Regions from separate parts of the Sus scrofa genome. Here region 1 is linked to region 2. A link is a contact called in public Hi-C data. All regions are on one chromosome and are shown on one strand. Each heading gives the region's core, a stretch centred on a gene start, on an enhancer-like site or on the middle of the called end of the contact. The rest is flanking DNA. Distances are from core to core; before and after follow the strand shown. Region 1 holds the start of NFATC2 (nuclear factor of activated T-cells 2). Region 2 overlaps NFATC2 (nuclear factor of activated T-cells 2).

Region 1 (6,018 bases), core at 3,140-5,639, 130 kb after region 2:
AAAGCCGTCGTAGCCCAGGCCCGTAAAAAGGCACCAGGTCCTGGAGCTCCCGTCGTGGCGCAGTGGTTAACGAATCCAACTAGGAACCAGGAGGTTGCAGGTTCAATCCCTGGCCTTGCTCAGTGGGTTAAGGATCCGGTGTTGCCATGAGCTGTGGTGTAGGTTGCAGACGCGGCTCAGATCCCACGTTGCTGTGGCTCTGGCGAAGGCTGGTGGCTCCAGCTCTGATTGGACCCCTGGCCAGGGAACCTCCATATGCCACCGGAGCAGCTCAAGAAAATGCAAAAAGACCAAAAAAAAAAAAAAAAAAAAAAGGCACCAGGTCCAGATGGCTTCACAGGGGACTTCTATCACAACTTTAGAAACTGGACACCCCCAACAATCCACACATTGTCCCTGAAGGAAAGACACTTAAGCCTAACAGCATACCGAAAAGTGAAAAGCACACTGTAGACATACCTCACTTGCAAACACTGCTGAAAGAAATCTTTAACAAAACACATCGAGTAGATGCCAGCCCCACCACCATAAGAAAATGTGCAGTGACAAGGGGGGTTAATGACAGGAATGTTTCAATATTAGGAAATTTATTACTATAAGTGAACATATTAATAAATTTTAGAAGAATAAAACCCTATTCTTCTGTAGGCACTTGTTATTATCTCTGACATAACATGACTATCTATGAGTATGACTCTCATTCCTAATCAAAACTCTCCACAAAACAGAAACAGAGGAATACGTCCGCCACAAAATTAAATCCATGTGCCCTCATCCTCAAGCCAACGCTGGAAGGTACTCCTGCTGGGGTCAGGAACAAAGCAAGGATGCCTACTTTCCACTACGAGGTGGATGCTACTGGAGGTACTGGTCAATGCAATTAAACAGGAGAAAACCATTAGAGTCTCAATTAGAGGCTCTAACTCCATGCCGGCAGGGACTAGGTCTTATTTCCTATTATATCCCTAGGATCCAGCACCGTAGGTGCTCTATAATCAGTTGGATGAGGACATGAATAATGACTCACATTAAGTGACACCTCTATTAACAAAATCGAGGATTTAATAAATGCTAGTAACAAATCACGCTATGTTAATAGATCTAAATGTGCTAACCCATTCAAGGCAAAGAACCCTACCGAGGTGAGTAGTCTCTTTTCAGCCATGTGACAGCTCTACTGAGATCCAGAGAGGTTAAGTGACGGGCCCAAGACCACTCTGGTGGTAAATGCTTTAAATTCCAGCCTTGCATGGTTCCCTTACCACCTGCTTTACATATGTTCCTCATCAAATGAGGGAATGAGGAACCCTCACCCAGTAGATCGGAAAGCAGCCTCCGGAGCAGGACTGCCAGGTTCCTATTTCGGCTCTGCCATTTACCAGCTCCGCTTCCTTAGGAAAATTCCTTTTCCTCTTTGGGCCTTAGCATCCTCCTCTGTAAAACGGGAGTAACAACGGTGCCTACCTGCTAAGGCTGGAGGGTAACGCATGAGCTAGTAAATGTCTGCCGCATGTTCAAGTTCCACAAAACGAGCATCTGACCTCCCCAAAACACCGAAGAGCCATCACCAATTTCGGACAAGGTCTGGCCCATGAGCAGTCCTCTTCCCGTCTTGGTTTTTTGCCAAGTCCATGCCTGGAGTGAAGGGTAACACCTCGCCTGCATCACCCACGTCCCATCACCTGGGACAAGGCCCGAGAGCACGAGAGAAGCTAGCGTTGGCCCTTGGGGAGTTCCCTCCTGCGGAAGCAGAGAGAGAGGTGACTGCTATTAACATCTGGGTGAGCCAGAATCCGACCCTGGACATCTGGAAGAGCTCGCTGTAGCCTCTCAAGGCTCATGACATCCTCTCTCCCTGAGCCGTGATGTTTCTGGGCTGCTGACTTCCCAGCAAGGAGTCGTTATTTTATAGATTCCAAAGCATAACTCCTCACTCCCAAAGCGGGGCTGCACATAATGACTTCTTTCCAAAGAGCACAGTTTGCAAAGGAGTAACTTGACGGTGGAGGAACCTGTCAAACGCTACCTCGGCCACTTGATCAAGACCAACCTCCACAGTGGTAAGTCATGCTGACGGTAGCGACAAGGATGTGACATGATGGAAATGGTCCCTGTACCTCTGCAGTCTCCCTCCTCCAAACCCTCAGCCCTGTCTACCCATGAGAAAAACGTTAAGACCCTACTGGAGGGATAGGCTACAATGTCCCGAACCAGTGCTCCTCAAACTGCCAAGCTCATAAAAAAACAAGGACAGTCTGAATCCAAATAAATTATGGACTTGGGTTCATCGCACTGCATGATACTGGCTCATAAATTATAACAAGTACATCCCATATACCAATGTAAGATGTTAATCCTAAGACACCTCTCGTACTATCTTTACAACTCTTTTGTAAATCAAAAACTGTTCCAAAAAATAAAGTTTATCAATAAGAAATAGACTCAGGGGCCTTCCCTGTGGTCACTTAGACACCCATCTGGCAGCCACCGAGCACCACTTGCCAAGAAAAACTATAAAAAGCACCTCCCATCAGATTTGGCTTGGAAACTATTTCCCCGGAAATCTCCCCTGCTGCAGGGAAGAAAAAAAAAAAAAAAAAAGTGCGTTGATTGTGAATCTGGGAGGGGTGTAAGTATTAGTTCCCTGCAAAATACGGCTTTAATCTTAAGGAACAGAAAGACCACTGATGCTAAAAGGATCGTTTGCAGATTCTTAATTGTATCTTTTCAAAGGAAAGGATGGCCTCCAGATTGCAACTCGAGAAGGCTGGTCTCTTTGGCTGGCTAATTATTTCCATCTCCAGCCAAAATACAGAATAAGGACTAATTACCAGCTTCACTTGGTATCTGAGTGAAGGGCATCCTCCAAAGTCAGAGCCAACCCCTCCCTCGAAGATCGCCAGGGAAGCCGTGGTGGAAGCGAAGTTAAAACTTCTCCGTCACCCGCCTAACACAGCATCTCTGGGAAACAGTAAGCCTGGGAGATTCCAGAAACGGCCGCCTACACACACCAGCCAGCACAATCCCTTCCTACTCTGTGGCCGCAGCCAAGCCCAAGTGCCTCTGGAAGGTACCAACAGGCCTGCCCCTGAGGCTCCAGTAAGCAATGGCTGGGCTAGGCTGTCACAATCAGGAAGCCTGGTTGGGGTTTTTTTTTTTTTTTTTCTTGTTTTGTTCCAAGACAACCTGCTACCCAGAAAAATACAGTGAGGTTGGTGTGCGACCTCCTCGTTTTGACCAAGGCTCCTGCGAAACACGTGAAATGCAGGCCCGGCCTGGGGAAATCCCCGCGCAGAGGGCACCAGGGGGCACAGACTGGCAGCCTGCTTAGACAGGAACAGCCTGCAGCTGCCCGCATCACAGGCCGGCTCCCCCCAGCCCCCACAGCCATCGTGACTCGTGCGGGTAAAGGGATCACTCAACAAAGCTCAGACTGAGCCGGTCGGGGGGATTTGCAAAGGCAGCAGAACCCGGGGAGGAAATGGGCCAGCCGCCTGACCTGAAGTCGAACCCCTCTCCCGCATCAGACACAGCCAGCCTCTTCCTAGTGTCAACACACAGTCCTCCACCACGCGCGGCTCACACCTCACACGCGGTGGTGCCCGAAGGTAGGAGGGCCGCTTCACACGCCCTCTTTTTGCACCGGCCCCTCCCCACGAACGCCATTCTTTAGCTTCCTCACCGCCTCCCTCCAAAGGCAAACTCACAGCTTTCGCTGCCCTCAGAGGACCCAGCAGCACGCAAGAGGCCAGCAGAGACCCCCGGCCACCCTCTGCTTTGCTACCACCGACCCTGAGGCAGAAGTAACTGGAAACTGACGCCCTACGGGCGGAATGAGCCTAGCGCCCCCTAAAGGTGGCTGCAGTCGCTGCCGCCTCGCGCCTTCCCTCCACCTGGCTGAAGAGGCAGCCCCTCTTCAGGTCCCCCAGGAAGTGTGGCATCTGGAGCAAAAGAGGGCCCTCTGCCCACTGCTCAGGCCCAAGCCCCAGCCCAGGCTCGAGGGCCAGGCCGGGGGGAGCCTCCACCGACCTTCGATAGGATTCAAATAGTCATAATCGAAGAGGATGGAGAAGTCGAACTCGTCTTGGGAACCGCCTCCAGGCTCGTGGCCCGGGGCGTCCCCGCCGTCGGGGTCCGGCTGCGGCTCCGGGGCGTCCATGGCGTGCAAAGCGGCGAGAGGGCGGCGGGCCGGGGGCGAGGGCAGACTCGGCTCTCTCCTGGGCCCCTCGCCGAGGGTGGCGACGGTGGCAGGAAGCGGGGCGGAGGGGCGGCTCGAGCGGCGGGGTCACTGTCCTCGTGGGGACGCACGCCGGGTCCGGGGATGGCGCGCCTGGCGCGGCGGGTCCTGGACGCGCCCCGGGGAGCAGAGCGGCGGCGCGAGCTTCCTGCTCCGGAGGCACCTGTTGCAGCCCGGGAGGGGGGGCGGGGACAGCGCGGCCGGGCCGGCGGGGGCGGGGCCGCCACCCGGGGACCAGCGGAGGGAGGGAGGGAGGAAGGGAGGGAGGGGAGGAGAGGCGCGCGGCCCCGGCGGCCTGGCGCCCGGGAGGAAGGAGGCCGCCCCCTGGGCCTGGCCGCACCGCCCGGGCACCGCGCGCAGCCAGCCGCCGCCAGGCGCTCGGGCGAGGCCGCCGCTCCCACTGTCCTCGCGTTGAGCGCTGCGCCCTTGCGGGACCCAGGCTCTAGAGGACAAAGCCGCCGCCACTTGTGTTGCCCTCCGTGACTGGCTGAGCTCAAGCTTTTTCCTCTTTTCCCTGAGGGGGAGGGGCTGCACCCACTCCCTTCTATCGCGGACCCGTGTCTCCAGGTGCCTCTGCGCGCCCACAGCTCTGGCATGATTTTCACCTGCATCAGTCACCTGTGTGCCCTGCGCTCAATTCCCCAAGGCCTGGCAAAGACCCACAGAGACGCTGAAAAGCGCGAGTCCCTCCCACCTTTACATCTATACTTCCTGGTCACTATCCTGTGCCAGGTGCCGGGGACCTAGCACGGGACTAGACACTTGCCCTGGGAAGCTCAGGTTCTGGTCGGGGAAGAAGGAATCAAGACCATCCCTGCAGAGTGTCAGGAGAAAACCCACCAGAGATACAGGGTAAAGGCTGGGGCCTGGGGAGGCTCTGGTCCCTTCCGTGGTCAGGTAGGGCCTCTCTGGGAAGGGGGCATTTGGACAACCCTGACTGACGGATGGGAAGATCTGGGGGAAGAATATTTGGGCAGCGGAAACCCAAAGAAAGCAAAAGCCAGGAGTTCATGTGTGGGAGCTGGAGCAAGGGGGGCAGTGCCGATGGAGAGGCGGCAGGTGGCAAGCATCCCCGGATGCTTGTTAAAAGGGCAGATTCCCAGAACCCTCACTGGAGCGCCTGAGTCCATAAGCCCGGAGTAGAGGCTCAGAAATGCGTATTTTTAAGCAAGCACCCAAGGGGAACATTATGAACAGGTACCCTTGGGGAAGGCTACCTAAGAACCCACTACTGCTCCCATGAAACACTTCCAGGGGGTCTCAGATCAAGTTAGCCAAAGTCAGGAAGCAGACTCACAGAGGTAGAAGGGAGACGAGAACAGGGGCCTTCAATGCTTACAGCACATTACGTTCACCTGGGACACTTTTTTGAACATCTGTGCCCAGGCTTCAATCCAAACCCTCTGAACAAGGACATCCTAAAGTGTATTTTTTTTTTTAATGACCTCGGATGAATCTAAAAGGCCACGAGTGTTGAAAATCACAGGCTCAGAAACGTAGGTGGGTGAGGTTCAGAGATTCCCTGAGAAGCACAGCTTGACCTCACATGGGGACTGGACTCCTTCCCCAAGTGCCAGCAGCATGGAGGACATGCACTCTTCAGGGAGAGGCATCTCTGGTCCATTAAGGGATTTGTGCGAAGCTATCAATCATCATTCGTCCCACAAATCTTGGCTGGGCACCTACGAGGCACCTGGCACTGCTACCAACCTTGGGGGTGTAGCCATTGGCAAAACATGGTCACTACCCTCATCCTACTTGTATCCTGTTAGCAAAGAGGC
Region 2 (6,189 bases), core at 590-3,089:
TAACACCTCTGTCCCATCAAGGGCCAAATTAATGTTTCCAGCCCAGCCCTCACTCCTGAATTTCAACCTTGGATCTCTAACTGCCCCCTGGGCATCTCAAACTCAACAGGGTCAGAACCACGCTGCTGACTGTCACTCTTACCGCCCCCTGCTTCCGGTTGTTCAGGTCAATCTCGGTCACAGCCCACATCCCCTCCAGATGCAAATGCTTCTGGATTTACCCTCAAAATAGAGCCGGAAACCAAGAGCCTCTACCACCTCCTGTCTGGCTCCCTCACCTGTCTCCTTGCCTCTGTGCTGGGCTCTCTGGTTGCCACCCAACAGCAGGCGGTACAGTTGGAATTTAAAGTAGAGCACATGGCTCACTTGAGGGGAGAAAAAAAACCAGCTCCAAGGTGCTAAAATGGCCAAGACGTTTGCACTTGACCCATGCGGACCCTTCAGTTAGCAGGTGCCCTGCAGGTGTCCTAGGTCACACCCTTGGAGCAGCAGTTTCAATCAAAGTGGAACCCTGGGGACCAGGCTGCCATCTGCCGGTCCCCAGGAAGCCCAGGCCCGCTCTGTCTCCACCCCACCCCACCCCCCATCAAGTGTTCTGAGCGTTTCTAAAGCATCATCCTGATCAGTTGGTCTGCAGCCTTTTGAGGTGCAGCTTCATGTTTAGTCATGAAGTTTCATTCTTGAATTCTCTGCTTCCTGGGGGAAGGCTGGCACCAAGAGCCGAAGCAAGGGTCTGTTTTCATTCAACTAAGGCCCTGATCTCCACCACTCACCTCCCTGCAACCACCCCGCTTGGGAGGGGGCTGATCACGTGCCGTCTTTAATCCTCCCAGCTCTCTCTGGGGAGGCGGGGGGTTGGGGGGAGGCTCACTTCTCAGGTCAAGTGTCTGAGGCACAGAAAGATGGAGTGACCTGCCCAGGAATGACCCTGGCTCTACGGGTGCCAGGCCCGGGTCAGGGCTTCTACCTGCATTTGGAAGGTCATCAAGCCTGGGGGTAAATGCCGTTTTGCATCCGAAGGGCTTGACACAAAAGCAGTGTGTCAATCCACCCCTGTAAGTCTCACGACCTCTCCCTGAGCCTCAGTTTCCCCGCCAAATGGGATCAGTGAACCTCCCTGGAGAGATGGCTGCAAGGACTTGATGAGATGACGGTGCTGGCTTATTAGTCCTGGGCAGGTGTTTATGGACCGGTAAAGAAGGAGAACAGAAGAATGCGAGTGAAAAGGCAGGGAAGGAGACAGGCCAGGCCAGGCAGAGCACAATTCTATTTCCCTAGTCTCACGGATTAGAGGGTAAGTTAGGGTACGGATTGGAAACGGTTCACCAATGAATCAACACAGATAAACATGAAAGCACAAGGTCTCAACAGCTCAGATACAGAAATACACAATCTGTCACCTTGACCAAGCACACAACTAGCTTCCAGCCACCTGAGAGCATAGGCACATGTCTTTAAGCGGGATGGCGTTAGAGCAGAAGGCCTGTGTACACCTGTGTCATAGGAATTAGAACGGGTCCAAGGTCCACTGAGTTTAATGGTTCTATAATGAAAATACCAGTGTCCCGACCAGTGTGGAACATGCATCTTCTCCATTCTCCACTTTTTCCGTGATGACCCATCAACTTACAAACAACTCAGACCTTCTCTAGGCTCAGCTGCCCTGCCTGGGAAGACTAAGCAACTGCATGAATGCAGATCTGAGCTGAGCTCATCTGCCGGCCCTTTCCTCCAATTCAGCAGAATTTCTTCCGATGACATGCAGCAAAGAGGCACCTCTCCTCTCGAGCAACCACACGGCTTCTAAGGCAGCGACCACAGGCAGGAAAGCATTCTAAACAAACCACACTGGCTTCCGCGTCCTCCTGCCGTTTTATCACTGCCCCGGCCCCAAACCTCTGCTGAGAGGCAGCAGCCACCAAGCCAGCCCTGCAAAAGGAGCCGTTGTTGCCTTTTTTAAAAACAAAAAGAATAATGGTAAAAAACAGAAGCACAAGAAAAGAAACAGTGCTCCAAACCCACAGCTCAGCCTGCAATCGCAAATGAGATGCTAAGATTGATCCCGAAACATGTGGGAAGCCGTCGTCCTCTCTGGGGGTTGGAGGGAATTCAGCAAGCATTTATGATAAGACATGTGCGTGTCCTTGGCCTTGCTGATGCAGGAGAGGGGGCAGTGAAGCAGGCGGGTCGAGCGCTCCAGCCGGATGAGGGGCTGGAAGCCCAGAGCAGGAGGTCACCTCTCTTGTCACACAGTGCCAGAGAAGTTCCTCGTGGCCTCTCAGAAGGGGCCCCAAGCCCCAGGCCTGCCTCTGGAGACCTCTCCTTTGAAAACCAGCACCACCCCTGCTGCTTAGAAAGGACTTGCTGGCTATGTACCGACTCCTCCAGCCTCGTCTCCGCCTCCCCCTGCCATAAATTCACCTTCCAGATCATTCGATGTCCTTCCGTACGTGTCACAACCTGCTCACAGCACAGGGCCCCCCAACCCCAGCCAAGAAGGTTACCCCTCCAGACACCCACCTGTTCCAAAGCCCCACAGAAGCCCGCATCCCGAGAGGAGGCAGTCCCCTCTTCGTGGTCACATCAGCCTGAGGCATTTTGTCCTGAAACCTTCCCCCAGATGATTTGAGTCACATCTGCTTCCCTCTCAGGTCCCTCAGCCCAGTTTGGTGTGAGAATTGATGGACCTGCAGACTGTCCCCAGCAAGCACCTGGCAAGCCCTCACCCTCGGGCCCACCGACTGGCACCAACTCCCACCACCAGCCTGAGGAGGGGGAGGAGGGTGCCAGGCCAAGCACCCGAGGGACAGCAGATAAACCTGGGACCCCTGGGCTCCCCAGCCGACCCCGCCCAGGCCCAAGAAGTCACTAGCTGCCTGGAAAGAAACTTCACCAGGTTCAAGCAGGAACCAGACCTGCTCCTACATCTCTCTCAAAGAGAGTCAGAGGCCCAGGCCTGGCACTGATGGCTCTCAACGCAAAAGCTGCCTGGAGTGACCAGCACAGACTGTGTGTGTCTGTGACACTACGCCAGCTCTCCCGCAGGTACCTTAACCCTCCCAGGTCACGCAGACAGAGCCCCAACTCCTGCCTCACCCCCGATGAAACCTTTCGGCGATACAGTCCTTGCTATGGACTGAACTGTGCGCCCAGCTTGCCGTGCTGAGGCCCTGGCCCTCCCAGTGACAGTGTCTGGAGGTGGGCCTCTGAGAGGCGATGAGGGTTGGATGAGACCGTGAGGGTGGGCCCTCCTGGTGGCGTCAGTGGAGACACCAGAGAGCTTGTGTGCTTGGGCCCTGGGCTCAGCCGGAAGGCATCCAGTCACCAGAACCCCGTCACGCCAGCAGCCTGATCGCAGATGCCCAGCCTCCAGAGCTGCGAGAAGACTCATTTCTGCTGTTGACACCACTCAGTCTGTGGACGCGGTCATGGTGGCCTGAGCTACGACACTCCTGCAAGCCCCATTCTGCCCGAGAGCATTTCTAAGATCCCCGTGGCTCAGAGGGCAGGCTGCCAGCGAAGCCGCTGAGCTTAAGAGCTTGCCCAAGGTCACACTCAGGGGCAGGGTTGGAACTGGGAGCAGGTGCGGGTGCGGCCCCACCCCCAGGCCTTCTGGCCACCTGGCCCTGTGCCGGGAATGCTGCCTCTTCCCGTTATGTGTCTGAATCCTAGAATCCTACTCCTCTGCCTACATCCAGCCTCAAGGGCTGCCCGGGTTCCCCTGGCCACCAGCCCCTTCTCCTGTGCCTGCCCTCTGCTGATCTCACAAAGGCAGCCCTTCTGAGCCTGATAAGGCTGCACGGCTCTGCGGGTGGTGGCCAGAGATGACGCAGATGAGGGGCTGAAGCGCAGCCGAGAGGAGCTCACACCTGGGACAGGCTGGGGTCAAATCCAGCCTGCCGTGGACTTGATCCCCTGGCCCCATCTCCACCTGCCTGCAGAAAGTGGGCAATAATGGTTCTTAATTTTAGAGGGAATTTTAACAATTTTAGAGGGAATCAATGAGTTGACCCATGATGCTGTGAACAGCATCTGGCATGTGAGCCAATTGTTTAACGTCTTGGGCCTCAGTTTCCTCATCTGTAAAATGGGAATAACAACGTGCATCCCAGAGATGCTGGGCACTGCGTACAGTTGACACGATGCCAAGTTTAAAAAAAAAAGTGTTAATAGCTATTAATATTAACATCATCAGTACACATCCGTCCACCCCACAGAGAACACGTGGTTGACAGACTGGATTGCCTGGTGGCCAGACCACCTTCTTTCACCAAAGCACTTTCACCATGGAAGCCATTGCTGAATTTTCAGAACGGGTAGGTCTGAGGTCAGCTCAGCTGCCAGAGATGCGTTGTCACATCCTGCCGAGGGTGGGGGGGCCCTCCCAGGCCACCCTACCCCGTGCACTGCCTGCCTGGGCCAGCGACACACAGAACAGCCTCTGAGTCACCAGTATTCTGCAAACCAGAGGTCCCCGGAAGCCAGCCCTGGCAGCAGGCCTGCTTGGTCCCCAGCAGCCCCCACATCTTCCCAGCAAGACCCTGGGGCTTACGAGAAAAATGCCGCACCTCGTCCCAACCTGTCCTCAGCTCTCGGGATGAGTAAACATGGCAGTTCTGAGGCTCCTGTTTCGAGTAAGAAGCTGAGGTGCTAACTGGGAGGAGGGCAGATCGGGTGCCGCCAGGAAGGTGCCAAGCCCTGGGGGGTGGAGGAGGCCCCCTGCCTGAGCCAGCCTCCGGGGAGGCACACTCGTCCTGCTCTGGTCGAGTCCACGTCTCTCATCTCCATTTCCCAGGGCCTCAGTCCCAGCAACCTCCCCCAGGCCTACCCTTCACCCGAGTCAGACTTGGATGCAGCACTCCAAATCCACATGCAGCGCCACCGCATCGAGGCCAAGAGGGTGGTGCCTGAGCTGCTCCCCAAGCCTGGGAGCTTGGCTGCTTGGAAAGACAAGGGCAGGAGGTTAAGTCCATCTCCTCCACAGTTTCTAAAGGACCGCATGTGCACAGTGGGCGCCTTCTATGCTTGTACGCAGGGCCCTCTCTCTCACAGGTATCATCTCATTTACAGCCGCTGACAGTTCTGTAAGCACGTGCCAGTGTTCACGGAAGCTTCGCATTAGCTGGATCAGGGCGAACCCCACAGGTGCAGGCATTGGCACAGCCCTTCTGTGGCACGTGATTACCATGGTGATGGATCCTGGTTCGGGGGGAGGGTTAGCATGGCTCAGGCTTTAAGGACCCCGAATCTTGAAGCCCAAGACAAGACAACGTCAATGCCTCACTGGGACCTCATCTCGCCTTTGCTGCCATAGCCCCAGCACCAGCGACAGAGCCCAGCACATAGTAGGTGCTCAATAAAAATTTCATGGCAAAATGGTTGAATGAATGAACGAAACACAAACTCCTAACCGACTGGGATATAATCAGAATTTGCCCAGTTAGGTCTGGTTTTCAACGGTCTCCAGGGAACTGGTCTGAAACTCCAGGAAGGAAGTTGCTGGCCAGCTGTTCTATTAACTGTACGTGAAACCTCCTCATACATGTAGTAGAATAAAAATTACCATTATTTTATTATTTATATGGCACTTTTCTACAAAGCACGTCACAAAATATTACTGTAATCCCCACAGTAATCCCAGAGAGTAGGTTGACTGTCCCTATTTTATAGATGAAGAAACTGAGGCACAGAGAGATGAAGGAATATACCCAGCTTCTACAACTACGAGGTAGCCGAGCCAGGATTCAAGCCTACCCAGTCTGGCTCAAGCTATTGAAGATGGGAATTCTTTTGCAATTATCATCTGGCCACCAGAACCTACTTCTTCTCATGCAACTCAGAACAAAGACTGGTCCTTGGGAGACCTCAACTTTCATCAGGGTTACACAGTAGAAGTCACCCATATAGTATTTCAAGGAAAAATAGAGATGAGATAGCATGCATCTGGGGGGATGAACTGTAAGCAGCAAAGAGTGGCCTGGCCCCTTTCGGACCGTGATGCCAAGCCTGAGGCACATATCTAAGGGGTGAGATGGTGCTAGAGTATCATAAGCCCTAAAGTAGAACCAAATCCTGAGATTCAGAGAAAAAAGGCAGCTTCCCAGATGTAACTGGAGGCTCCCAGCTTGCTTCTGTTGGCAGTATTCTCCAGCAAAAGAGGAAAATTGAAGCTCTCTCCCCACAAAACCA

What was found. Hi-C and Micro-C count contacts between places; a contact is called where the count stands out from the background.
Region 1: a Hi-C map of liver shows a contact between it and region 2, with 1.6 times the contacts expected there. The contact joins the promoter of NFATC2 here to the enhancer-like site in region 2. A contact is called at or near these places in 3 of 47 Hi-C or Micro-C datasets (blood, embryonic fibroblasts and liver) and 1 of 2 datasets of contacts at active chromatin or transcription factors (skeletal muscle).

The regions. Positions count from the first base shown.
Region 1 is chr17:52,885,847-52,891,864 of Sscrofa11.1, forward strand. It overlaps NFATC2 (nuclear factor of activated T-cells 2), which reads right to left and starts at 4,390. Exons shown (of 11, transcript NM_001113452.1): 1 at 4,030-4,390. The coding sequence starts at 4,159.
Region 2 is chr17:52,756,467-52,762,655 of Sscrofa11.1, forward strand. The region is part of intron 9 of NFATC2 (nuclear factor of activated T-cells 2); the gene reads right to left. Among named protein-coding and RNA genes, the nearest start is that of NFATC2, 130 kb to the right of the region's middle. Within about 2 kb of position 1,840, at least 13 of the 83 cell types and tissues checked have an H3K27ac peak or open chromatin away from gene starts, as enhancers often do. A contact at or near this core is called in liver, where this site is marked.